Regions from separate parts of the Mus musculus genome. Here all the other regions are linked to region 2. A link is a contact called in public Hi-C and promoter capture Hi-C data. All regions are on one chromosome and are shown on one strand. Each heading gives the region's core, a stretch centred on a gene start, on an enhancer-like site or on the middle of the called end of the contact. The rest is flanking DNA. Distances are from core to core; before and after follow the strand shown.

What was found. Promoter capture Hi-C pulls out the DNA fragments that hold promoters and counts their contacts. A called contact is a pair of places that touch in the nucleus more often than the background predicts.
Region 1: a promoter capture Hi-C map of pre-B cells shows a contact between it and region 2, with 4 times the contacts expected there. The contact joins the promoter of Dstn here to the promoter of Slx4ip in region 2. A contact is called at or near these places in 1 of 39 promoter capture datasets (pre-B cells) and 1 of 484 Hi-C or Micro-C datasets (CD4 T cells).
Region 3: a contact with region 2 is called in a promoter capture Hi-C map of pre-B cells, with 5 times the contacts expected there. The contact joins the promoter of Naa20 here to the promoter of Slx4ip in region 2. A contact is called at or near these places in 1 of 39 promoter capture datasets (pre-B cells) and 1 of 484 Hi-C or Micro-C datasets (CD4 T cells).
Region 4: a Hi-C map of regulatory T cells shows a contact between it and region 2, with 8 times the contacts expected there. The contact joins the promoter of Dzank1 here to the promoter of Slx4ip in region 2. A contact is called at or near these places in 3 of 484 Hi-C or Micro-C datasets (CD4 T cells and regulatory T cells).
Region 5: a contact with region 2 is called in a Hi-C map of CD8 T cells, with 8 times the contacts expected there. The contact joins the promoter of Sec23b here to the promoter of Slx4ip in region 2. A contact is called at or near these places in 1 of 39 promoter capture datasets (pre-B cells) and 3 of 484 Hi-C or Micro-C datasets (CD4 T cells and CD8 T cells).
Region 6: a contact with region 2 is called in a Hi-C map of pre-B cells, with 10 times the contacts expected there. The contact joins the promoter of Kiz here to the promoter of Slx4ip in region 2. A contact is called at or near these places in 2 of 484 Hi-C or Micro-C datasets (CD4 T cells and pre-B cells).
Region 7: a Hi-C map of CD8 T cells shows a contact between it and region 2, with 5 times the contacts expected there. The contact joins the promoter of Ralgapa2 here to the promoter of Slx4ip in region 2. A contact is called at or near these places in 1 of 39 promoter capture datasets (pre-B cells) and 2 of 484 Hi-C or Micro-C datasets (CD4 T cells and CD8 T cells).

What each region holds. Positions count from the first base shown.
Region 1 is chr2:143,913,468-143,916,658 of GRCm38.p6, forward strand. It overlaps Dstn (destrin), which reads left to right and starts at 1,864. Exons shown (of 4, transcript NM_019771.2): 1 at 1,864-2,180. The coding sequence starts at 2,178. It also overlaps a transcript of Bfsp1 not described here.
Region 2 is chr2:136,890,444-136,893,616 of GRCm38.p6, forward strand. It overlaps Slx4ip (SLX4 interacting protein), which reads left to right and starts at 1,725. Exons shown (of 8, transcript NM_028834.3): 1 at 1,725-1,918. It overlaps Mkks (McKusick-Kaufman syndrome), which reads right to left and starts at 963. Exons shown (of 6, transcript NM_021527.2): 1 at 600-963.
Region 3 is chr2:145,901,553-145,904,811 of GRCm38.p6, forward strand. Naa20 (N(alpha)-acetyltransferase 20, NatB catalytic subunit) reads left to right here and starts at 1,689. Exons shown (of 6, transcript NM_001141965.1): 1 at 1,689-1,810. The coding sequence starts at 1,758.
Region 4 is chr2:144,525,875-144,529,278 of GRCm38.p6, forward strand. It overlaps Dzank1 (double zinc ribbon and ankyrin repeat domains 1), which reads right to left and starts at 1,540. Exons shown (of 21, transcript NM_172859.3): 1 at 1,406-1,540. It overlaps Polr3f (polymerase (RNA) III (DNA directed) polypeptide F), which reads left to right and starts at 1,871. Exons shown (of 9, transcript NM_029763.3): 1 at 1,871-2,051; 2 at 2,829-2,946. The coding sequence starts at 1,990.
Region 5 is chr2:144,554,578-144,557,972 of GRCm38.p6, forward strand. Sec23b (SEC23 homolog B, COPII coat complex component) reads left to right here and starts at 1,652. Exons shown (of 20, transcript NM_001252544.1): 1 at 1,652-1,747. It overlaps Gm34292 (a long non-coding RNA gene), which reads right to left and starts at 2,058. Exons shown (of 1, transcript XR_003953925.1): 1 at 1-2,058.
Region 6 is chr2:146,854,445-146,857,528 of GRCm38.p6, forward strand. Kiz (kizuna centrosomal protein) reads left to right here and starts at 1,436. Exons shown (of 14, transcript NM_001033298.4): 1 at 1,436-1,599. The coding sequence starts at 1,478.
Region 7 is chr2:146,510,517-146,513,839 of GRCm38.p6, forward strand. Ralgapa2 (Ral GTPase activating protein, alpha subunit 2 (catalytic)) reads right to left here and starts at 1,488. Exons shown (of 41, transcript NM_001033348.3): 1 at 1,278-1,488. The coding sequence starts at 1,383.

The DNA of each region.
Region 1 (3,191 bases), core at 614-3,113, 7.0 Mb after region 2:
ATTTGAGGTTACGGTGAGCAGATACATTAATTTGTCTGACAAATCCTAAACCATCTTCAGATACTGGCTCACTTAGGAAAACATTTATTAAACATGTAGCACATTGATGGGCTGGGCCCCTTCATGTAGAACGCACCCCAAATTTCTGTCTTTCTGGGACTCCCAGTTTGATCTGGGAACAGTGGCAAATATATTAAAAAAAAAAACAGTTCATAGCCACAAAACATCCATGAAAGCCCAAGAAAGGTGTCCCCTCCCCGTTCCCTGATTTCCATGAAGTTAATGATTATGGAAAGACATAAAACGGATTCGCTGGAAATATGTCAAAAAAAAAAAAAATCCAGGCTGGCAGGTGATAGGAACACAGTTACTGGGCAAATCCATAAGGAGAGGGAGTGAGGCTAGAGGCAGAGGAGCCAGAGAGACTTGCTTAAGATTCTGGAAGAAGCTGGGTGGTGGCGGCGCACGCCTTTAATCCCAGCTCTTGGGAGGCGGATTTCTGAGTTCGAGGCCAGCCTGGTCTACAAAGTGAGTTCCAGGACAAAAAAAAAAAAAAAAAAAAAAAAAAAAATCTGGAAGAAGGCACAGAAAATTTTATGCAGTAAACAGCATTCTTGTATTTGGACAGGATTGTGGAGGACGAAACACCAATGATAGGTTGAACCGTCCTTAAATGAAGTCTCATTTAGTGGGGTCAGAGTCCTGAGCAGAAAAAAACAAAAAACCAACCCCAAAAAAAAACAAAAATAAGCCAGAAGGGTTCGGGCTGCAGCTGGATGTAGGTTCTTTCTCTTCAGTGTGATTACCAATTATTAATACCAAAGACTTGTTAAAAGGGCAAACTCTTAGGTTACATTCTAGGTGCACGGAGCCAGAACTAAGAAATCTTTGAGCAAACTCTCCAGGTGATTCTGACGCCACTGCCGTAGCCTGCCAAACACCCCGTGGCAATGCAGTAAGGGATTAGAATTGCCACGACTTGCCTTTAATCTTAAGAAAGAAACAAAACCCTTAAAACTAATGGGAACCGCGGTTTGCTACCTAGGGTAGATTTTTTTTATATAGCGCCCAGAAAACAGAAACAAAGAAAAACAACGATCATGTTGCCCAAAAGCCTTCTTAGATAATTAAGACTTTTTTTATAGAGATCCTGATGTTCTCGTTGCCTAAATTCAGTTCAAAAGTGAGGTGATCATCCCACGTCTTACGAGTTCCTTTTATTCGCTACAAAAACACCCGGAGAAAACAAGGCTAGGATTGCGGGTGGCCCTGTGGAAGCAGTATTTCCGTGCAACCGCCCTTTAGGAAAACACAATTCCCCAATGAGAAACCCCCAAGCGCAGCGGCGGGGCCCGGCCCACAGTCCCGGGCCACGCGGCGTCCCCCACGCACCCCCCGCGGGCCACTGGGCCTCCTCCCAGCCCGCTCAGAAGATAAACAAATCACTCCTGTTTTCCAGTCCTGGAATAAGCGCTGACTCACACAGCACTTTGATCAGCCACGGTCGCCTCAGGAAGGAGGAAAACTGTGCAGATTTTTCCCTCTCACGCGACGGCCCGAAGTGCCGCGCTGACCAATCAGGACTGGGTGGTGGGAACAGCACCAAAGTAGGTAAAAAAATGCGGGTCGCGGTCCCTGAGAGCCGTTTTGAGAGTTCTCGTCGCCAAGCAGAGCACCCGCCCACCGGCATTCGCCCCGCCCACTCCGCGCCGGGGCCCCGCCCCTAGCGGCGCGCACACCTGGCCAGGTGGCGACTTCCATGTATGGGCAAAGGCCGCGCGGTAGGCGGGGCATCGCGTGGTCCCGCCTCCAGGGCAGGGCCAGATTCCCCGGAGCGTCCTGTGTCCACCCTTCACGGAGCAGCAGCCCGGGCGCTCCTCTGGGCGGGGAACCCATGCACTCCCCTTAACTGGAGAGGGGTTTCCAGTTGTCTGGAGACTATTGGGACTCCTGGGTGGGGCCTGTCTGGGGAGGCCGGCCTGTTGCGTAGCAACGGTGGGCGGAGCGAGGGGCGCGCGCAGCCGCAGTCTGGCTGGAACTCGTGCCCGCCCTTAATAAGCTCGAGCTGCCGCGTCCGCCCTGCGCCTGCTCTCCTGCTTTTGCTACCCGGAGGACGAAGGTGCACAGACTTTGCCGTCAGGCTCCTAGCTCTCCTCCCGAAGTCCGCCCCAGCGAACATGGTGAGTGATCCTCGGGCGTGTGCTAAGGGAGGGGTCGGTTCCAAGGCAGCTCCTGGGCGGCATCATGCCCACCGTTCCAGGCCGCCGCCCGGGATCCCCTTCGGCCCGGCCTCGCTGCCTTCGATCCCGAAGTCGGTAGATCCCCGGGATGGGCGGCCGAACCTGAGACCATCCGTGTGGGCGCGGTTTTCTCCAAGGCCAGCTTGGTGACCCGTGAGCTTTTCCAGCCCTTTTTACTGAGAAGGAAAAGGATTTTATTGAACACTCTAGAGGGCGGAGTAATTGCTAGTGAGCGTGATTAAGAACCGGGTGGCCTTGCCGTGGCTTTGTTTGTCGTATCTGGCAATCAGCTTCAGTGGCACTCTCGTTGGGCTTGTCAAGCTTGGCAGTGGCTCTTTTAACCCTTCCCTGCCGGGTCCATTCATCCATGCTAGAAATTTGCCTTTACCTGAGAACAAGGCTTTACCACAACTTTGGGTGCAAGTCCTGGACATGATGTTGTTGCTTTTCAGATGCAAATTTAAAAACTTTCAGAAAGCCCGTATAATTACTCCAGCCCTTTAAAAAGAGAAACATTCGTTGTATTGAGATGGTAGAGATTTTGCTTAATTTACAAACTTCTCTACCTCCAAAGTGTTACTCAAATCGGTTGTAAAACAGTATCTCAACTGGGCGATCAGGTGGAACATTTTGTCACTGTAGTCTGCACAATGTTACCATTTTTGGTCAATGATTTGCTGGCAAGGCCTTGCCTCACTGCTAGAAATACTATCCTGTTGCTACATCTGTGCGCCGGGAAACAGTTGGTACCCACTTATCTGTCTACAGAGTGTTTTCACTGAATAACAACTTTGGTTTTTTCTTAGGATATAGCAACTGGCTTGCAGGTGCAGGCTGGCTCATTAGATTAAATGGATAGTTTTCTTGAAAACGGACCATGCTTAGCTGTGCCTTGATATTAAGTCATGTTTGGGTTTAATGCTATGAGCTACAAATATTTCAGACCTTGAA
Region 2 (3,173 bases), core at 475-2,974:
TCTTTTTGCTTGCCTTGAGTAGTTTAGGCTGTTCATTTCCCCCAACGTGTCAACTTATTGCTTTCTCAAGATGCCAGCAACTGTAAATAACGTGCATTTTAAAGGTATTTCCAGTTCCTGTGGCATTATGGGTCTGTCATTTCAGTTACAATTCTTGTGCATGTGAGTTTGAGGAAGCTCTATTCAAACTCTACCTGATATTGGTCACTCCTCCTCACCCACACTGATCCATCATCAGATAGTCACATCCTGAAGCTACTTTGTTTTTATTGTTGTTGTTTTGTTTAGTTTGTTTGTTTTCCGAGACAGGGTTTCTCTGTGTAGCTCTGACTGTCCTGGAACTCACTGTGTAGACCAGGCTGGCCTCCAACTCAGAAATCCGCCTGCCTCTGCCTCCCAAGTGCTGGGATTAAAGGCGTGCACCACCACCGCCCCGCTCTGAAGCTACTTTGAAAGCTGTCCTTGGGCCAATCCGGTAGCCAGGTGCCTCTGTATCCCCGCCCCCAAATACCCTTGTCCCAACCACTCGCGACCTTTCCGTGCGGGGACGCGGTGAGGCCGCAGGCTGGCTTCTCCACCAGCGGCCTGGCCCCTCTCACCTGCCCACCAGCAGCTGCACCTCTAGGTCAGGCCACCTTCACCACCAGAAACCAGAAATCGCGCTTGCACAGCAACCAACCACGCAGCGGAGCGCCACCACCTTTGCCCTGCGCGGCAAGAAGGCGCATGCGCAACTCTATGCTCACGCGCACCACCCCTCCTTCCCCCGCCCCTCTTCCGGGGTTTGCGTGAAGCTCCCGCAAAGGAAAGCTGCGGCCGTCACCGGAAATCTTACGGGCAGACGTGTATTCTGTCTGTGCGCGCTACCAAAATTGAAAGGTCACATCACATCACATCACAGCACCAAGAAGGTGGCAGAGCGTGCGGCTCTCTGCTCTCTCGAAAGGTATTTGTAGAACGAATGAAGCTGTTACCAGTCCTAGGTGGCGTTTCCTCTGTTCTGACCAATCACAAGGCGCCTTGCCCTGTCACTCAGTTGTCAATTCCCACCTCTCTCAGGACGCCCTAAGCTGTAGAAACTGGCTCCGCCCTGCCGGTCCGAGTGACGTCAGAGAGCGAACATGCGCAGACAGAGCCTGTCGCCATGCAGGAAACTTCCGCCCAGTCTAGGAGCGGGGTTGGCAGAAGTCGGGAGTCTTCAATTCAGTGCCGGATCCGGTTGGTTAATTTCCTTGGCTTTGCCTTTCTTTTTTTTTTCTTCAGAGATAAGTCTTTTATTCTTTTGAACCACCCGAAGCATTATGAAATTATGTTTAAACATATTTTATTTCGCTTTTCTCTGGCACCGTGAAAGGCACCTTTATTTTTCAACGTATCTTTTAATCTTCCTCATTAAAAATATTTTCTACTCTTGCCCTATAGTTTTGTGATACGAAAAACACGGCTTTTGTTGTTGTTGTCCATCAGTACATATCGTTGACGTACAGTGATACATTATCTGCCAATTGTATTTGTGGCTTTTCCAACCTCTTAAAAAAAAAAAAAAAATCCGCTTTGGCCGCCATTTTTATTTTGGTCTCCATAAAGCGTTGATATCATCGACAGAAGCCATTTTTCGTTTGGGCAGTTCTTTCCGGCTATCCCATTACCTTAGCCAGGGCTTCGGGCGCCATCGTAGGTGCTGGCAGTGGCTTCCAACCGAATGAAGTCGATAATGCCATCTTGTGTTTGGGCGCTGGTTGCATTCTCTAACGTGCGAGGGGACGCTGGGAAACGGGAAGTAAGCCAAAGCTGCTGAAGCTTGGTCTGCCGCCTTTTTAGTCTGAGTTTTCCCGTTCAGGTACTATACTAGTCCACCAGTGACCCCGGACAGTAACAAAGCATTACAGCCCGAACCCACCTCCCGCCACCATCGTAGGTAAGAGCGTGTGATACTTCGTTCGGATAACCCAGCTCTTCCCTCAGTTGGACCGAACTGTTTGGCCATCTTATACCAATACGTATTTTTGTTTTGGATTTTGGGACTTAACACAATTTTTCTCTTAGGTATTCCTTCTCTTTCCATTAGAATTGTTAAACACCACTGTTCAGGAAGACTGAGATTTAAAGGGACAATAACGTTGAGGGAATTTCCGTAGAATAACAAAGCAAAATGGATGGAACAGCAAATTTGATCATTAATTGTATGGCTTTCTGCATCTATAGAGGTGAATATAGCTCCCAGAGGACTTTAAAATGTGATCAGCTGTGTTTGTATATTCTTCCCATTCATTCATTCATTCATTGAATTTGTTGAATACTTAGCTAGTTTTGTGCTATAAAATATAGAAGTAAACTTCAAAACAAAACAAAACGAAACCTCCTTTTCATCCACTTGCTTTGATATATCCAAAGCTGGGACCAGGAACATAATGTTCTAATGTTTTTTTTTTTAGCACTGCTGGACAAGCAACTTCATGTTCTCACTTCTCGTATTTCTTGGATACTGTATATAGCCATAATTGTAAGGCTAATAGTCCAGGTAGCATGGCCTTGTTGCTCAGTGTAATCATCGACCAGCCATCCCAGCATCTTCTGGGAGCATGTTTCTTGGAATGAGTAGAAGCTGCACTTGGGCACAGTATAATAGTGACTTGGAAACTTTGGACTGTGGCTTACCTTAGCTTTTTGTAGCACCAGGCTTTCTTCTGTGTCTTCTTGTATGAGAAAAGAAAATCAGTAGTTCTCAACCTTGGCTGCCCATGACAGTCACCTGGGAAGCTTCTAAACCAGACTTCAGACCAGTTGCAGATAGAAATGGAGACTATGTGGAATATAGATGACACTAAGGTATTTGAGACATGGTTTTCATGCTGTTAGGCGTAAGATTGGTTTTCACCTTCCCTCTTGGCTTTACTTAAAATACCATGGAGACAGGGAGGAGTATTAGGTTGGGTGGGTGTTGAACCAATGTCCCAGTGACTGGTTACCTTGTCAACCAGCTTCCCAGTAATTGTTACTTTGCCATATATGTCTTTTCCTTAGTCTAAGTGGGAAAGAAGAATGAACACCATTTGTTTTACTGAGTCTCACATGAATGTTTCCATTGTGGATATTCATGTTTTATGAGTATGTAGGAAAACATTATTACACTGAAATATTGCTTGTTTGCAATTTTTACAGTGCTACTAAGG
Region 3 (3,259 bases), core at 439-2,938, 9.0 Mb after region 2:
TGAGAATTTCATACACACATACAATGAAATATGAGCATATATACACCCATCAAATTCATATTCCCCCACATGTCCCCCCCTCTCAATTTTGTCTTTGTTTTAACCACATGCATTTAAAATTTTCCTTGAGTAGACTACCATATCTCTCTTACTGGTTAGTTCAGACTCTTTCTGACTTTGTCCATTTTTTCCATTTGTATAAGCATCATAACCTCAACTTCCCTCAAAAATATATTTTACTGTTCATTTCATGGCATATTTTGCCAAAGTAAGTGAATAGAGGGTAGAAGCTGAACTCATGGTGTCAAACTCCACCTTTCTACCATAGTAGCAGTTATATATATACTTTCGGGCCTGTCATACCCATGTTTACAATTATTCATTGTATAATTTACTTCATCAGGCTTAGAGACAAAGCTTGGCGAGGAGCCACTGGGACTACCTGCTCTTTCAACCATTTGCTTTCTTCTCCACCACACCTGGCCCTCAGGTTTGGCCAAGGAATTCCCAAGACACCTGCGGAGCAACTGAGTCCCAAAGGAGTTGGGGATGTGAGTCTGCTGTAATGTAGGCATCTCGCTGAGTTGGATTGGTTTGAGCTCAGCAGCATGTTCTCCAGGACCACCCCAACTGCTGGTAAGGAGAAGAGGGGAAGGCAGCTTCACAGCCCGACAGTACATAGTCTCCTCAGTCACTGGGTCTATGCCGTGGAGACGCTGGGCTGGTGCTTAAAATGTAGCAGGCCAGATGAAAGAATGTAATTCCTAATGGTTAACTTTCAACTTAGACATGAGATAATGTTTCATTTGGTTATTTGGAAACATGTTTGGATTACTTTGATAGCTCTATCATCTTGTATGCATGTATTTGAGACGGTCACACTATGTGTCCTTGACTGGCCTGGAACTCACTATATAGACCAGGGTTTTCGAGGCTCACTAACAGCCTCTTGTCTCTGTCTCCTTACTACTGGGATTACAGGTGTAAGGCACTATTCCTGGCTTGATCTGCTCTTTAATCACACATTTATTAAAATCAGCATCGAAAACAAATAGTTCTGATCATTTTTCTCTCGGATTAAAATAAACTGCAAATATATGGACCAGATTTCAAAGTCTTATTGCCAAAATAAGATAAGATATTCACATTTTTTATACAGATAATCTTTCTTTCTTTCTTTCTTTCTTTCTTTCTTTCTTTCTTTCTCTTTCTCTCTCTCTCTCTCTCTCTCTCTTTCTTTCTTTCTTTCTTTCTTTCTGTTCTTCCTTCCTTCCTTTCTTTTTCTTCCTCTCTCTCTCTTTCTCTCCCTCCCTCTCTCCCTCCTTTCCTTCCTTCTTTCCTTCCTTTCTTCTAAATAATTTTAATGTGCTAGAAAATTTAAGGTCACATCCCTGGTTCATGACAGTGGTTGAGAGAAGAGGCCCTGAGCCATCCTTTTAGGGATCACTTCCTAACTCACCCTGTGAAGCATCTTTGTAGTTTTGAAGCTTGCTTTTACGATTTGGCTCTCTGACTCCAGCTTCTTTCTCCTTGTTACTACTCTGCCTACTTTTTGGAAAGGGTCTGCGGGGCGCGGATCATTAAGGCAATTGCTGATTTCAGCCGCCAGAGAGAGCTACGACGCTACTCTTGTTGCCCAGCAACCTCTGGTCCGGAAGTAGTTCTTTGTCCCACCCCATGGCGGCCGCGGGCGCGAGTACTTCCGGTAGTGCGGGCGCGGGGTCGCGCCGAGCGGGTTGGAGGCTGGCGGCGGCGCAATGACCACGCTCCGGGCCTTCACCTGCGACGACCTGTTCCGCTTCAACAACATGTGAGTGAGGCACGGCCGGCCTCTGTCTTCGCGGCGCGGGACGGGGTCAGCCTCGCGGGGCCGTGGGCCGGGTGGACGCTGCGCGGGCGCGCTGACCGGTGACCTTGGCCGAGGCGCGGCGCTCCCGGTGCGCCCGGGATGATGCGGAGCCGGGCTGGACACCCCGCGCCCGCTCCCTGAGGCGGCCTCACTGCGGAGGGAGGGCGGGGAAGGAGCGCGGTCCTGGTTAAATTGTATCCCAGTGAAGTAACCTTGCGATGCTCCGGGCCCTCTCAGCAAGTTGTGGTTTGTGCTTGGTAGTTACAGTAGCGGAGCGCCCAAAGTAGACTGCCTTGGGTTTTTTTCTTTTTCTCTTAAAAAAAAAAAAAAAAAAAAAAAAAAGACAGGGTTCATTTCGTATCCCTGGGCTCCAGGAACTCTCTGTAGACGAGGCTGGCCTAAACCTCACAGATATGTCTTCCTGTCTTACTAGTGCTGGGATTAAAGGCATGCCCCACCACACCCAGCTAGACTACATTTTTTTTTTTTTGGTTGGGGATCCAATGTACTGAAGACTCCCCGGTGCTGTGTGGTTTCTTTTCAGTCCAAAATTTAAAAACCCGTGATTTGCCGTTCTCCCCTTCTCGCTTTTTAAAAAGAAAAAAAAATTTAGTTTGGAATCCAAATTATGACCATTTAAAAAGCTCAGCATTTCACCGCGAACTCCTGTAGACACATGACCTCGGTTATTTGCTTGATATAACGTAGTAAGAAGTATGGACCGGAAGGTTTAGGTAACAGAAGGGAAGAAACTCTGGGATGATGGACATTTCAAAGAGGGGATGAACCTTGATGAAGGAAATTTGGCAAGGAGGAAACTCTGGAGAAGGCTGCAGGAAAATGGAGTGTGAAGCAGGGTAGGCCTTTGCTTCAGGTGAAGCCAGGTTTAATTATCGTGTTTAATTGGTTCAGATCCGATCTTGTGAGATTTCGGTTAGGTCCCGCTTGTGTTGAATCCTCTGTGCATTTTAGTACTTGTGGCAGGCGCTCATGTAATAATAGGCCCTTAAATCTTCACAAATTCTGTCATGTGCTGATGTCCTCAGTTTCTGGGTGAGGGAAGGGATTGCACACACAGAACCCTGACGTGGAGTAGGTGGAGACTGGCCCTGGTGGTTGTTAAAAAATTGGTCCCATGGAGCTGGAGATGGTTCAGTTGTTAAAAGTACTGGGTGCTCTTCCAGAGGACAGGGGTTCACTCCACATGGAGGCTCACACTTGATTGTAATACTAGTTCCAAGAAGCTGCTGGCCTTTCCTGGCTTGAGTAAGCACCAGGTATGCATGTAACACACAGACATATAAAACCCATACCCATTCAATAAATGAAAAAGGTTGATCCTGGCACTCAGGCTGAGGTTGGAGGATCACAAGTCTGAGATCCTTTGGTATCCACAGGAGATTGATTCTA
Region 4 (3,404 bases), core at 290-2,789, 7.6 Mb after region 2:
TCTTGACGTCTGCTGTTGGATATTCACCTAAACACTTTACATCTAATAAAGACAAACAGATGAATTCGCTAGGAGGCTGGAGCTGCTTTAAAAGGGCAGGTCCACGGATGAGGCAGAGCAGAATCCACCTCTAACGCTCTGAGCTCAGTTCCCTCGAGATCATTCACTCTTCACTGCCTTCAGCCAGTGCGCGCGCACATGCACACACACACACACACTCACTCTCCTGACTTCAAGGCAACTCATTACATAAGGGGAGCAGGTAACTCTGCACGTAGCATGAATTACTTAGAGCCAAATCTTAAAAGAGGTTCTAACCCCCCACAGTCTCACCTTTGCAAACCACTGCAGTGTATTGTATTTTGGAAAATATACTGCAAAGACTGCAGAGCATCAGCTCTCAATAGAAAGGAAGTTGACATGGATATAAACCCACAACCATCATTTCCTATTAGCTCTGCTATTTTGTAAATAACTAGCAGGGCAGAAACCTTATGGGTCTTTTCTTTGAGGTGGGGAGGAGTCCTCTTAATCCAGTATTTGCAACTTGCACTGTAGCTTCAACGATTGTGGCTACATTATTATTCAATTATAATGTACATATTCATCTCACTTTTATAATCAACATTTTGCATCCTCATTTCGCCCCCCGCTCCCCCGAGACAGGGTTTCTCCGTGTAACAGCCCTAGCTGTTATGGAGCTCTACCTGTAGACCAAGCTGGCCTCCAACTCACAGAGATCCACCTGCTTCTGACTCCCAAGTGCTGGGATTAAAGGAATGAGACACCATGCCTGGCTTACAATTTTTCATGTAACAATTTGTTGTTCAGTGGTGAGGTCATTTTTTTTTAAATGGTAGTTGGAATTCTGATCATGTTGCTGTGAACATGTTTGCGTTTTGACATATCTTGTTCTGGAAAGCGAGATAATTAGAATTAAAAGACGAATTTAATGCCTTTTTGGATTCTTCCAGATTGAGGACCAAGAATAAAAACTACAGGTATCTGACCCTTCAGAAATGACGCTGGATGTAGAGGGATTCGCCTACCTTCACATTTCCCTTCGAGTGAGAGTCAGCTAAAATAAAGATAGCTGAAAACTAGATTCTAAATAAACACCGTTGGTTCGAGACTGAAGTGCTCACGGTTAGCTATTAGCTGCTCTTGGAAACCTGGGGTGGTCACTGGACCTCACAGGAAGGAGACAGAGATGGCTGATTCGCTAGGTCCACACCGCAGCCTGGTGTCAGTGTCATGCCACCAGCATCTCCCAACATCCTGCACCTGAACCATCTCCTCGCTGCCCAAACCAGGACCCAGACCCTGCGTCATGCCCTCGGCCTCGCGAGGCAGTCAGAGATGCCTAATTCCCTCCCAACCCAGTGAGAGATGCCCTTCTCCTCACCCTTCTCCAGCCTCAAGGACAGAGATTAAGGACCCCCGACGCAGCACCGCCGCCGCCAACCCGTTGTCAGGTTTCTCACGGTCTCACCACAGCTCCTCCGCTGCAGCTTGCGTTTCCACAGACGCTGCGAACCGCGCCCCGCCCATCGGGAGCCGAGCAGATGATTGGCAGGGAAATCGACATCCTAGCAACCAGCCCCGCCCTTGTCTCTGGCTGCAGCCTCCGTCTGGTACCCGCCTCCAGATCCTTCTGCGACACTTTCTTGTAGGTGTCCAAGAATATGCCTTCTCGGCGGCTGGAAGAGGCTGAAGGGTGCGTACTGGAGCCAGAGGCTCTTGTCCGACAAGCACTGAAATTTGAGACAACGGAAGGGAGTCGCTGTGGCGACCCTGCCGAGCAAGGCGGAGCAGGCACAGCACGGGCGCCCCAAGCCGATCCGATGAAGAAGGCCCAGCGCGACCGGATGAAGAAGGTCCCTCGCCTCTCTCTCAAGCCTCGGTCCCCGGCGCGCGCCTCCACCGGTTCCCGAGACTTCCAGCGCGCTCCGAGGGGCCACTTTTCCTCTAGTCTCGAAAACTGCCCTCATGGCGGAGGTGAAGGTCAAGGTGCAGCCGCCGGACGCGGATCCGGTGGAGATAGAAAACAGGTACTGCAATAAAGCTAGGCTCCCGACGCTAAGCGAGCAGTCAGCTGGGTAGCGGGACCCCCTTCTCTCTCAGTCCCGCGGGGAGAGGCTGGGGTAGACTGGTCGAGCACGCGGGAGCGGGGTTGCCGGGTGTCTGGGCGACCCCCCCGCCCCGATTAGGGAGAGTAGAACTCTTCAGAAGCTCTAGAGCAGCGGGACAGCTTGAAACGTTGTGGAACTGGGTTCTCCGGGATTCTATTAGAGCACTTGGAACGTGACAGCAGCCAGGGCCAGAAGAGAGACCTGCATTTTCCCTGTAGTTCTTGGACATGTGTTCGAATCCAGGATTGCCCGGTTGCCAAGGGAAGTTCTATAAGAGAACGTTGGGGCCAAATGAGGGTTCAGTTTGTGATTACAAAGGACCATTGAGCCAAGTAGGTTCAGTGAGTGCCTTAACTCCCGTAGTGCACATGTGTTTCTAGGTTATAATGTATTTAAAAGACGACTTTCTCAACATTATTATTGTGGATAATAAGTTTATTACACCTCCAAACAAATTAATCCCTCCAGTTTGTTTGGAGGGGATAATTCTCAAGACTCCAGTTATGGTGAATCACTATGCTGCCCCCCACCCCCACCCCCGAATATTCTATTTGCTTTCTGCCCACAGACCTTGGAGTCACTTTGCTGTACTTATTCCCATTGACAACATTGAGCTTTTTAGCTTGACTATCGTGTATCTTCCTTATTTGCCTTTAAAAGCAAGCAAACATAAACCATTTATACCGTTGTTCCTAGAATTATAGAATTATGCCACCAGTTCCCTCATGGAATCACAGATCAAGTAATTCAGAACGAAATGCCTCACATTGAAGCCCAGCAGCGGGCAGTGGCCATCAATAGACTGTTATCCATGGTAAGGTGAAGTCAACCAATTCATGTAATTTGTTGTATATTCTGGTTTTCATTGCTTCCTGTCATATCGTTGTGATGGCTAACCTTATGTGTCAGCTTGGCTGGGCTCTGAGATCCTAGATATCTGCCTGTTTGCTGTTTCTGGGATGTTCTAGAATGTGGTATTTGAACTGATGTGCTGACTGTAGGCAGTGAATGGGCACCATCCAATTTAGTATCAGCCTAAGCCAAAGACATGGAGGACACAGGAACTTGCCCCAGCCCACTCTGAGCCCCAGGGCCAGCCTTCTGCCTTCACCACTCTGTCCTTAGACTTTCGGATCCCATCTATACCATTGACTTCCCATCACCGAGGTTAATGCATCCGGTCTGTGCCATTGATCTGTGCCGCTGGCCTTCTCTAGTCTCCAGCTTGCAGGAGACGTACAAGAATTCTCCCCCCACCTTAATTACACGGAG
Region 5 (3,395 bases), core at 402-2,901, 7.7 Mb after region 2:
TTACAGAAACAAGTACTTTGTTTGTTTTGTTTTTCGTGACAAGGTTTCTCTGTGTAGCCCTGGCTGTCCTGGAATTAACTCTGTAGACTAGGCTGGCCTGGAACTCACAGACATCTCCTTGACTCTGCCTCCTGAGTGCTTCGATTAAAGGCATGCACCACTATTGCCCTGCAAGTATTCTCTTATATAAATAAAATACTTCTAAATTCCCCCAAGTAAGGACATTCAATCTTGTATATTTTGAACATGCAATTAAAAAAAAATCCTCTCTACAGAAATTACTAGTGTAGAAATAATCCAGGTCCAAAAATTGAAAGGGAAATATTTGACAAATAAAATCATATTAGTGTTTGTTATTTAAAAAGCGACTTCTTTTTTTCAGCGTTAGATATAACGAACATGTATATTTTATTTTACATTTTACCTTAGGAAGAGATAACTGCATTTCCCAAACATAATTTAAGGTTTTAAACATGCCATCATTAACATTGTTATGTTTATGATGATGAGAAAATGTAAATTTATTTTAAAGATTGTAATGCAAACAGTAATATTTTATAGTACCACCTATTTAAACTTAAGTCCCTATGATTTATAGACGTCAAAAAGTTTGATTTAGCCGGGTGTGATGGCGTGTGCTTTTAAATTGAGGAGGCATAGGAAGATAGAAGAAAGCAGGGCTTCCTGAGTTCCAGGCCAGCCAAACCTACAGCTAGGCTCTGTCTTAAAGAAAAGTTTGCATTAGTAGGAAACTGGGTTATTTAATGGGTACTCTTTGAATAACATGTCTTAGCATAACTGTAAGATTTTAGTTGGCGGGATGAAGGGTTGGTTGAGTGGCTATGTGTATACTGCTGGAGTTCAGTTCCTAGCACCCGTGTTAGAGGATACACAATAGATTCTTCTGGCCGCTGCAGGCACTACACACTCGCTGAATTTGCTGCTATTTATTTATTTATTTATTTTTGCCACTTGTAAGAAAGTGTAAAAATGACTGCGGCGGTCACAGAAAAAGCTGTGTTACCCATCAAAACGGACTCTGATAGTTTCCTTAAGTGTCTGAATAAGACCATCCCCAATTACTCACTTCCTTGCTGGGGAATGGCAGGAGGATGTTCACCAGAAACAGTTTTTATTGAGCACAGAAACCACAGCAGCAACGAGAAGGGAAAGTTTTGTACCGCGAAGAGAGGACCCGCACCCGCACTTGCTGAGCTCAAAAAGATCACCAACTAGCGGCCGAGACTCTCTGTCCCCTCCTAGCCCCTTCCCGCAGGCTGAGGGCCTCTCCGGACAACTCCGGGCTACGCGTCCCTCTTCTCGCTTCCCGGTAGCTAGGCGATGAGAGGGACTTCCCCCTGAGGCAAACAGACGTCATGTTGTGTCAGGGCGGTCCCCTGAGGAGTGCTGGATGCATTTGGATGACGGTTCCGCAGGCGCCGAGGTTCTGTGAAGGAGAAAAATTTCAGGATATATTCAAGAAAGTATGTATCCTGAGGAATTCTACATTCTAAAGTTTGTTGGGTGAGAAACCACAGCCTTGCCCTATTCAAAGATGGAGGCGCAGCTTTTCTGACTGTTTCACTTTCTCGGGTCAGCCAGAGAAGCGCTCTCTGATTGGCTAGAGCATGGCGCCGCGAAATGACGTTTCGGAGCGGTGACCAATCGACTGTGAGCTGAGGTGGACTTGGCGGTGGAAGCCGGAGTTGAGCTCTGGTGTCCGTGGGGCGCGGAAGGTTCAGTCCCGGTGAGTGGCTCCGGACAGGTGAGCGGCTGGCTCTGCAATGGTGAAGGGGCGCATAGGAGGAGGGCCGAAGCCAGACAGGCCGAGGCAAGGTGGGCTTGCTTATGGGAAGAATCAGAGAGAGTTGATGACCCAGAAGCCGGCTCAGAGTGACTCGTCCGCGCCGTGCCTGAGAGCCGACGGCCGGTTTCTGACTCCTTAGCCCTCGGAATTGGGGTGTTGGTGGTGGTGACTCGAACATCCGGAAGGACCGAATCCCCATGAAAACCTTGAGTTTTGCTTTGTGATAAGTGAAACCAGAAACCAGATCTTCAGTACAGGATTAGGTATTTAACTGTGTCTACAGATGGTTACTAAGTCCTGGAAAGTTATGTCCTGGAGAGCTTAGAGGGGCTAAGATATTTTATTGGATGCCTTTCTTTTATCCACTCACTCATTCATTCATTCTCTCTTCATTCACTCAGTCATTCATCCATTCGGCTATTTACCTCTTCAGATACCCTTACTCGTTGAGAGTTTGATAGGAGCATTTTTCTCAGCACATAGAATTTAATAAAAATACATAGAACGTCAGAGGATTCATGAATTCACTGAAAGCCTCTGTGGATTACGTGTTTAGGATTAAGAAGCTGGTTTAGAATAAATCGAGGAAAGGAGGCAGTGGGAAATAGGAGCAGGTGTTAATATGTTGATACTCGGGGACTTATACATTTACGTAAAGAACTTTATAGAGGGGTTACCATTATTTAATGGGGTTTGCTGAAGTAACTGCTGGAAATGGCGATGTTAGAATGTGCTGTGACTTATTTACTACCCCCCACCCCCACCCCCGCTCCCAGGCGCCTAAGTGCTTTCTGTGTAGTTAGGGTTTTATCTTCTTGTATTTGCCAGAACTAACAAGTAGATGTGTTAAGAGTTTCAGTTGGAACAGACATTTGGGACTTTGTTGTATAGAGTCTGTATGGTAGAATAATTAATTTGCTTTTCTGGGTATGTAAAATTGTCCTCACCCAAATTATTTGCAGGATATATCTATATATCTATATCTATCCCTATGTAACCCAGGAGGCTTTGTACTCTCTTGATTCTGCCTCAGCCTCCCAAATATGGAAATTACAAGAATATGCTTCCATTCTCATTTCACAGGTTTAGTCGTCGTCTTCTTCTTCTTCTTCTTCTTCTTCTTCTTCTTCTTCTTCTTCTTCTTCTTCTTCAGTTCAGTTTTCTGGCTTTCCTTTTTTTAACAGTCTACTTGCTTAAACATGTCATTTGCATGTGTGTGCACCTGTCAAGCCACTCATAGGCAACTTTTGTGATCTTAGGTCTTTCCTTCCATCTTTTTGTGGGATCTGAGGCTCTAACTCAGGCTGTCAGACTTGCGTGGCAAGCACTTTACCCCCTGGACCAGTTCATTTTGCTTTCCGGATTGGCTTGCTCAGTTGACCTTCAGTCACTCATGTGTCAATGTATTTTCAATCACACGTAGGATGCATTTGCTTAACAACATTGGGCTATCCGAGTCTGAAAGCTTCGTCTGAAAGACTTAATTGTTAAAGAGTCTTTCAAGGATGATCATAAGCAAACATGGTGAGGAAGGAGAACATGGTGAGACTCAATACAAAAGCAAACTTCCTTTCATAGTTGTGGTATG
Region 6 (3,084 bases), core at 186-2,685, about 10 Mb after region 2:
GTCCTGAGATTACATGGATATATTCTACCTTTCAGCATTTAGGCAGACAGTATGAGGAAGGAAGGATAGGCAAAATCATAATTTAGGGTTGCTGACTTGACCATTTCGTTGCTTCCCCTAATGCCAGTATGGTACTATAAGTCAGAGCGCAATGGACATGTGCAGTGTATAGTGAGCATGTTATAGTGGGACAAGACACGGACACATGCCGTCAGAAGCAGCTTAGATTTATTATGCCTTGATTTTTCAATTGAGTTTTGGTCATTACACATTCAGGAACGGTTTACTGTTGCTGAACTTTTTGACACACAGCTCCCTATCCCTAACCCATTCAGATATGGTGCAATCCCCATGGAGTCCTGACACACTATTAAAGAAATGTTGGTGTCAGGGATGCTTTGCATGAAAATAAAACTACCGACTTGAGAAAAGAGACATAAAATTAAAAGTCTAGGATAAGGAACCACATTGACTACAAGTACGTGTGTACATTTTTTTTTTTTTAATTTCCTATTCCAAGTGGGTTTTAGAATCCAGTTGTCTTTCTTCAGGAAGCCTTTTGCCATGTTGATGGAGGCAAGAATAAAGACTGATTCTGTTCTGGGCCTTTATAACCAGTAGTTCCTCTGAACTGATCTAAGGTTAAGTTAGTCTTGCTGTAATAGTCTGCCCAATTCACTCTGGGGCACCTAGGCTTTTTGTATGGTCACAGCTGAGTTGTGGGACATAGGGTTTATGCCAATGTAGTCTGGCTGGGGGCCTTGTTGGAGAATTGACTGCAGAAGTAAACGGTTTGATTCACAAGGACCTAGTTAGAAACCAAATCTTTCTCCCCTGAAAGGGCTGATGGCAACCTGAGCATTGAAAAACATTCCAGCGTGGGATGGCATATTTGGTTTCTTTGTTTGTTTGTTTTATTTTGTTTGGGGGTGGGGTTTGGTGTTTTGAGACTAGGTTTCTCTGTGTTGTCTTTGTTGTCCTGGAACTCACTCTGTAAATTAGACTGGCCTCGAACTCAGAATTCCTACTGCCTCTGCCCGTAGTGCTGAGATCAAGGGCATATTTGCGGTTCTTAAATTTTGTTTTCTTCTAGCTTTTTGTTTTGCTTTCTAAGTGCTGGTATCAAAACAATCTTGTCACAGGGTCTCTCACTGCAAATTCTAGGAAGGTAAATAAGAAACTGCATCTGATAAAATGAATGCGTGTAGGACGGATTCTGTAGGGGAAGAGAAACACAGCGGTAGCAGAGAGAACGTGACACAGCTCCCTTGTCTTCTCCCTGTACCACCAGGGCTGCTCCACCCTTGCCAGTCTCTCTGTCTTCGCCCCTCCCGGACCCACACCGCGGCTAACCCCGCCTCCTCGGCGCCCCGCCCTTCGCCCCGCCCTCTTCAGGCCGCTAGGCGCCTTGTTTACCCGCGGTGCATGTTGGGGCGGTCTCCTTGGGCAACGCTGGCCCGCCAGCTGCCCTGTGGCAATGCCGCGAGGGCGCGGTGGCGGTGGTGGTGGCCTGCGCCAGGCCTCCGCCACCTCTGCGCCCTTGGCGAGCCCCAGCTACTACGAAAGGGTGGGCCAGCTCCAGCAGGCTCTGCGGGACAGGTACGGCCGCGGGACGGGGCAGGGAGTCAGCGGCGCCACTGAGAGCATCGGGGTACGGTGTCCGGCCCACTTCCCGCCAGTGGTTCACTAGTGTTGGAACTCGCCTGCGACCCCCAACTAGCCCCAGAAGGGGTTAGGAGCACAACTTTACCACGGATGCCCCTTGTTTGAAAGCGCAGAGAGACTGTAATCTCTCATGACAACCAAAGCCAGGTCCCTCAGCCTGCGGATGCGGCCGGAAGTGAGAGTGGGAGTTTTTTTGCCTGCCAGTCTTGATCAAACCTTGTGAATTTCTTTAGTCCTCTCTAGTCCTACATGCCCCCTCCTCACTCTCTCTTCAAGTTGTCATCCTACTTTGACAGCCGCACTGCATCAAAGATGACAGGTCCAGGAACGCAGGCTGGAATGGTGTGTGTGTGTGTGTGTGTGTGTGTGTGTGTGTGTGTGTGTGTGTGTGTGTGTGTGTGTTTGCGCGCGCGCTGTAGTCTTTTAGAAGTGTCTGGGGCTGACTAAATTTCTAGTAAAAGGATGAAATTTTCAACGGGTTCAGCTTCGAGGGTTGGGATTGCCTTTGATTAAGACATGAAAGATGAGAACCATTGGAAAAAGCTAGATCTAAGAATGCATAAATAGAAAAAAGTACAAAGCAATTGACTATAAATAACCACATGGAAAGATAAGTTGTTGGAACACTTATTTAGCTGCCAAATTAATTGGACTTAGAAATCTCATTAGTTGACAAGAAAGGAAATAGATTTTTGGATCTTTTGATAAACAAAACATTTAGTGGGTGTTAAAGTTACAGAATCATTCAGAAGGAACAGGAGGGCTGTAACAATTCTAAGATCATAACAGTAATTGCAGGTGAGGTAAAGTAAGTGATTTTTCAAAGGAATTGCATCTTACACTAGACTTAATTTTTGCCAATTACTTGTTAAGTAACTCCCACGGGCCCTAACTCTTCTTTCCGTGTTTTATCTTCTTTCTACATCCGTTTTTTTTTTTTTTTTTTCCTTCTGACACAGTCCTGCTCACCTACTCTAGGGATCTCTTAATCTCCCACTTAAGAAAAAAAAAATTAACCATTTAGGCGTATGTTGGTGGTGGTCTATGCTGAAGAGACAGAAATAGGAGGACCACAGGTTCAAGGCCAGCCTGGGATACAAGCCAGCCAGGGCAGCATAGTGAGAACCTATCTCCAACACACACACACACACACACACACACACACACACACACACACACACCTTTATTTTTCCTACAGAGCTTTTCTTTTCTCAATACTTTCTAATGTTTGCACCTTCAGTGTGCTTAGTGAGATCTCAGAGAGAATACAATAGAGAGAGAGAGAATGTGTGTGTGTGCATGCACAAGCACGTGTGCACATGCGAGCTCAAGTGTGCCTACATTGAGAATTTTAGGTGAGAAGCAACACCTTTTGCTCACTGTGTAGTACAATGGTGGAGGAGGTGTTTTTGTAAAATG
Region 7 (3,323 bases), core at 238-2,737, 9.6 Mb after region 2:
TGGTTCATTGGTTGGCTGATTGGCTGGCCAATCCCCCACTCAGAAATAGTTTACACAATATAAATAGAAATAATTAGCAACTCTTAATCTCATTAACAAGAATGCTTAAAATTCTCACCTATAAAATGAATTCTTTTGTGCCCTATTTTCTCAAGTGGCAGATGGTCTAAAATTTTAAAAACACTGGGTTTTTAATTTTTTATTATTGTTTCAACAGTATACATATGTAGAAGAAACCTGTCTTTTCCTTGGCCCCCAAATACAGATAAGTCTGTCCAGACAGACAGAAGATAGAACTAATGCATAGCCTAGCCAAGCTACACATCACCAGCATCAGATAACCTGTGGACACTTCACACCCACAGGGGAGAGCTTTCAAGCCATCACAAGTCAATTCCAGGCCCACTTGGGCTCTGCAGAACCTCCACCCTGCAGGCCATGAATAGGGAAGGCAAAAGGGAGTAATGGTTGTCACTCTGATGATAAGGGAGAAGCTGCCTCCCTGGACCCAAAGAAAGCCTAGCTTCCTCTGATCAGAGCCCCCTTCACACCAAAGACCCAAGGAAACAGCTATCAGCCGGACCCTTCCATCCTCCCTCCCCCAACCCCCAAAAAATGTAAATTTAAAAGAGAGAAGGGCAGGAGAGAAGAAATGACATCTAATCTGTCCTGGGGTCAGCTGAAATCAATCCTACCTAAAGTCTTACACTCAAACATAGTAACATTTTAAAAGGAGAGTGAGTGAGAGATGGTAGTTCAACGAAGTCTGTGATGGGACCACATGAGCTATTGGTCTAACCCAAGTTGTCAAGAATTTAAATTTTTAGAATGGGAGAGGGAGAGGGAGGTGGCAGAGAGGAGGTGGCAGAGAGGTAGGGCTGCGTGTGCGTGTGTGTGTGTGTGTGTGTGTGTGTGTGTGTGTGTGTGTGTGTGTGTTCAAGCCCGCCCCACTTGTGCTTGGTTTATTTCCTGGAGAGGACAGCTTATAGTCACCTCTGTGCCTGCTCTCAGGCACAGAGGTTACCCGAGGCTAGGCACCCAAAAGAGAATCCTGGCTAAGTTTACACTTGGGACGACAGAGCAGCGCCCAGGGCCAACGTACAGCCTTCAGGAACAATGCCTCAAGGGTCCCGATCTAGGCTAGCAAAGGTCGGCTGCGCACCATTCCCAGCTCTCTACATCACTCGGACCTGAGACCCCATCAGGCCCACGCCGCGGGTGGGACCCGGCCCTCCCGGCAGGTGGCTCTGACCCACAGCCCACGCCCCACGCCTCACCCAGCAGCGCCCGCAGGTGCTTCAGGCGGGTCAGCACGTCCTTCTTGGGGTCCAGCACCTTCTGCGTGGACTTTTTCACATCTCCGTGGCTCCTTCGGGAGAACATCCCGCCGCGGTAAGCCTGGGCCCCGCCGGCGGGGCAGGAGGCGCCTGCGCCGCACGAGTCACTGCATAGGGTCGCGACGGGCGCGTGTCGCTCCGGCCACAAGCCGCCCCCCTCCCGGCCGCCTCGCCGCCTCAGCCTCAGCGGAGGCTCCAGGAAGGAGGGGCGGGCCGAACGGTCAGGGGCGGGGCAGGAAGGCGGTGTCGATGCGAAACCCTCGGCCCCGCCCCACGGGTGCCTCTGGTCCGCCCTCCGGCGCGACGCACGCGCACATCCCGGACTGTTCACGCACTAGGAGCCTGAGGCTAGGAACCTCGCGGGGACGCGCGCCCAGCTTCGAGTCTGCGCAGTGACCTCCAATCAGATTGCGGTGTTTTCCATATGACCAGGACCGCGAGCTCCCGCCCCTATATGGGCCGCAAGTGCTCCCGGGAACTGTAGTCCCCACAAGACGAAGCGCAGCGACCTGCTTTCCAGAGTGCTAGATGCCACCCTTGAAACTCACACTCCCTCCCCTCTACTGCCTGGCCTGCGTACCTACCCCTCCCAACCCCCCACTCTCTCACAGACACACACAAAGTAAGAAAAGCTGTAGGACTTTTAAATTTTGAAAACTATTTCTAGATTTTTTTTTTTTTTTTTTACTTCTGGATTCACACTAAGGAGCAAGACAAAGCACGTGTGGCCATGTCAAAATCTGATCTCTAATTTCACACTAAAGTAAATAAATGGCTTTGGTAGCAGAGAAGAGTGGGCCTGTTGTCCAGTGAGGTCCACTCAGTCCCCAAGGCATCTGGAACCCAATCTCAAGTGCAGAGGTCAGTCTTGCCTCTTGCTTTGCGGATAGAGCTCCTGGGTTATGCAAGGCCTCATAGCAATCCAATAACAGAACCAGAAATAGAACCTGAAGGACCTGACTCTCGGGCCAACATGCTTTTTAAGGCCAGATGCCTATTCACTGAAGCAAGACTTTAAGACAGAAGATGCTCAAATGATTTCTTACCAGAAAACTGACTATATAATTGTTTATTATCATCTGGATCCCCAAGGTTTGATATTTTGGCTTTATTAGCAAGTACCTAAAGAGGCACCTTAGAATCACATGTTTTTCATCCAAATAGGCATAATCCAAGAGTCTTTTTCTCTAGTGGAGGAAAGTGCTAGAAATGTACACACCCTTGTATTAAGCTTGGTATTTGATCTCTACAGGCACTCAATAAACTCATTAAGTTAAAAAAAAAAAAAGATGATAAAGCAGCCCTACACATTTCAACTCAGCATGCAAAAACTTCTCCGTTCTGGTAAATTCTATTTTTAGAGTTATCAAAATAGCATGGCTACGACTAAGATATACCCAAAGGAACAGTATTTAGCCAAAAAAACAAAACAAAACAAAACAAAACAGACTACAGACAGATCACCTAACAGCAGAAATCTCACAGACCTAGAGATGTAATCTCCATGCCTAGGATGATGGGAGAGCTGTTGCGCCTCCTGCATCCCCAGATGACATCATAGATGAAGGCCATAATCTCCCCAATTCTGTTGTAAGGGAGAGAAGTGATGCTGTCTCTAACATTACGGCAAGAGTATTTGTCACCATCAGTTTATCCTGTGCCCTGTTTCAGATTTTAAAACACATGTTCACTGTTCCATTCCTTTGAACAAGGACATCTTTTCTTACACTGATTGAAAAAGTAAAATGAATTTATCCCACTGAAATCAATTTTTCTCTTGCAATGTGAGCTCTCATTATTAGCAAACATCTAGTAAAGACCTATGGTGTAAAAACAAGATCCTAAGCCCAGGAAATAACAGATATTACAAGAAGCAGTTCTCTCACTGCCAGAGCTTCCAATCCAACTGAGGAGGAAAAACTAGACAAATATATGCATTTCTGTATGCTAAATATATGGCAGTGTTAGAAACTGGATAGACAAAAA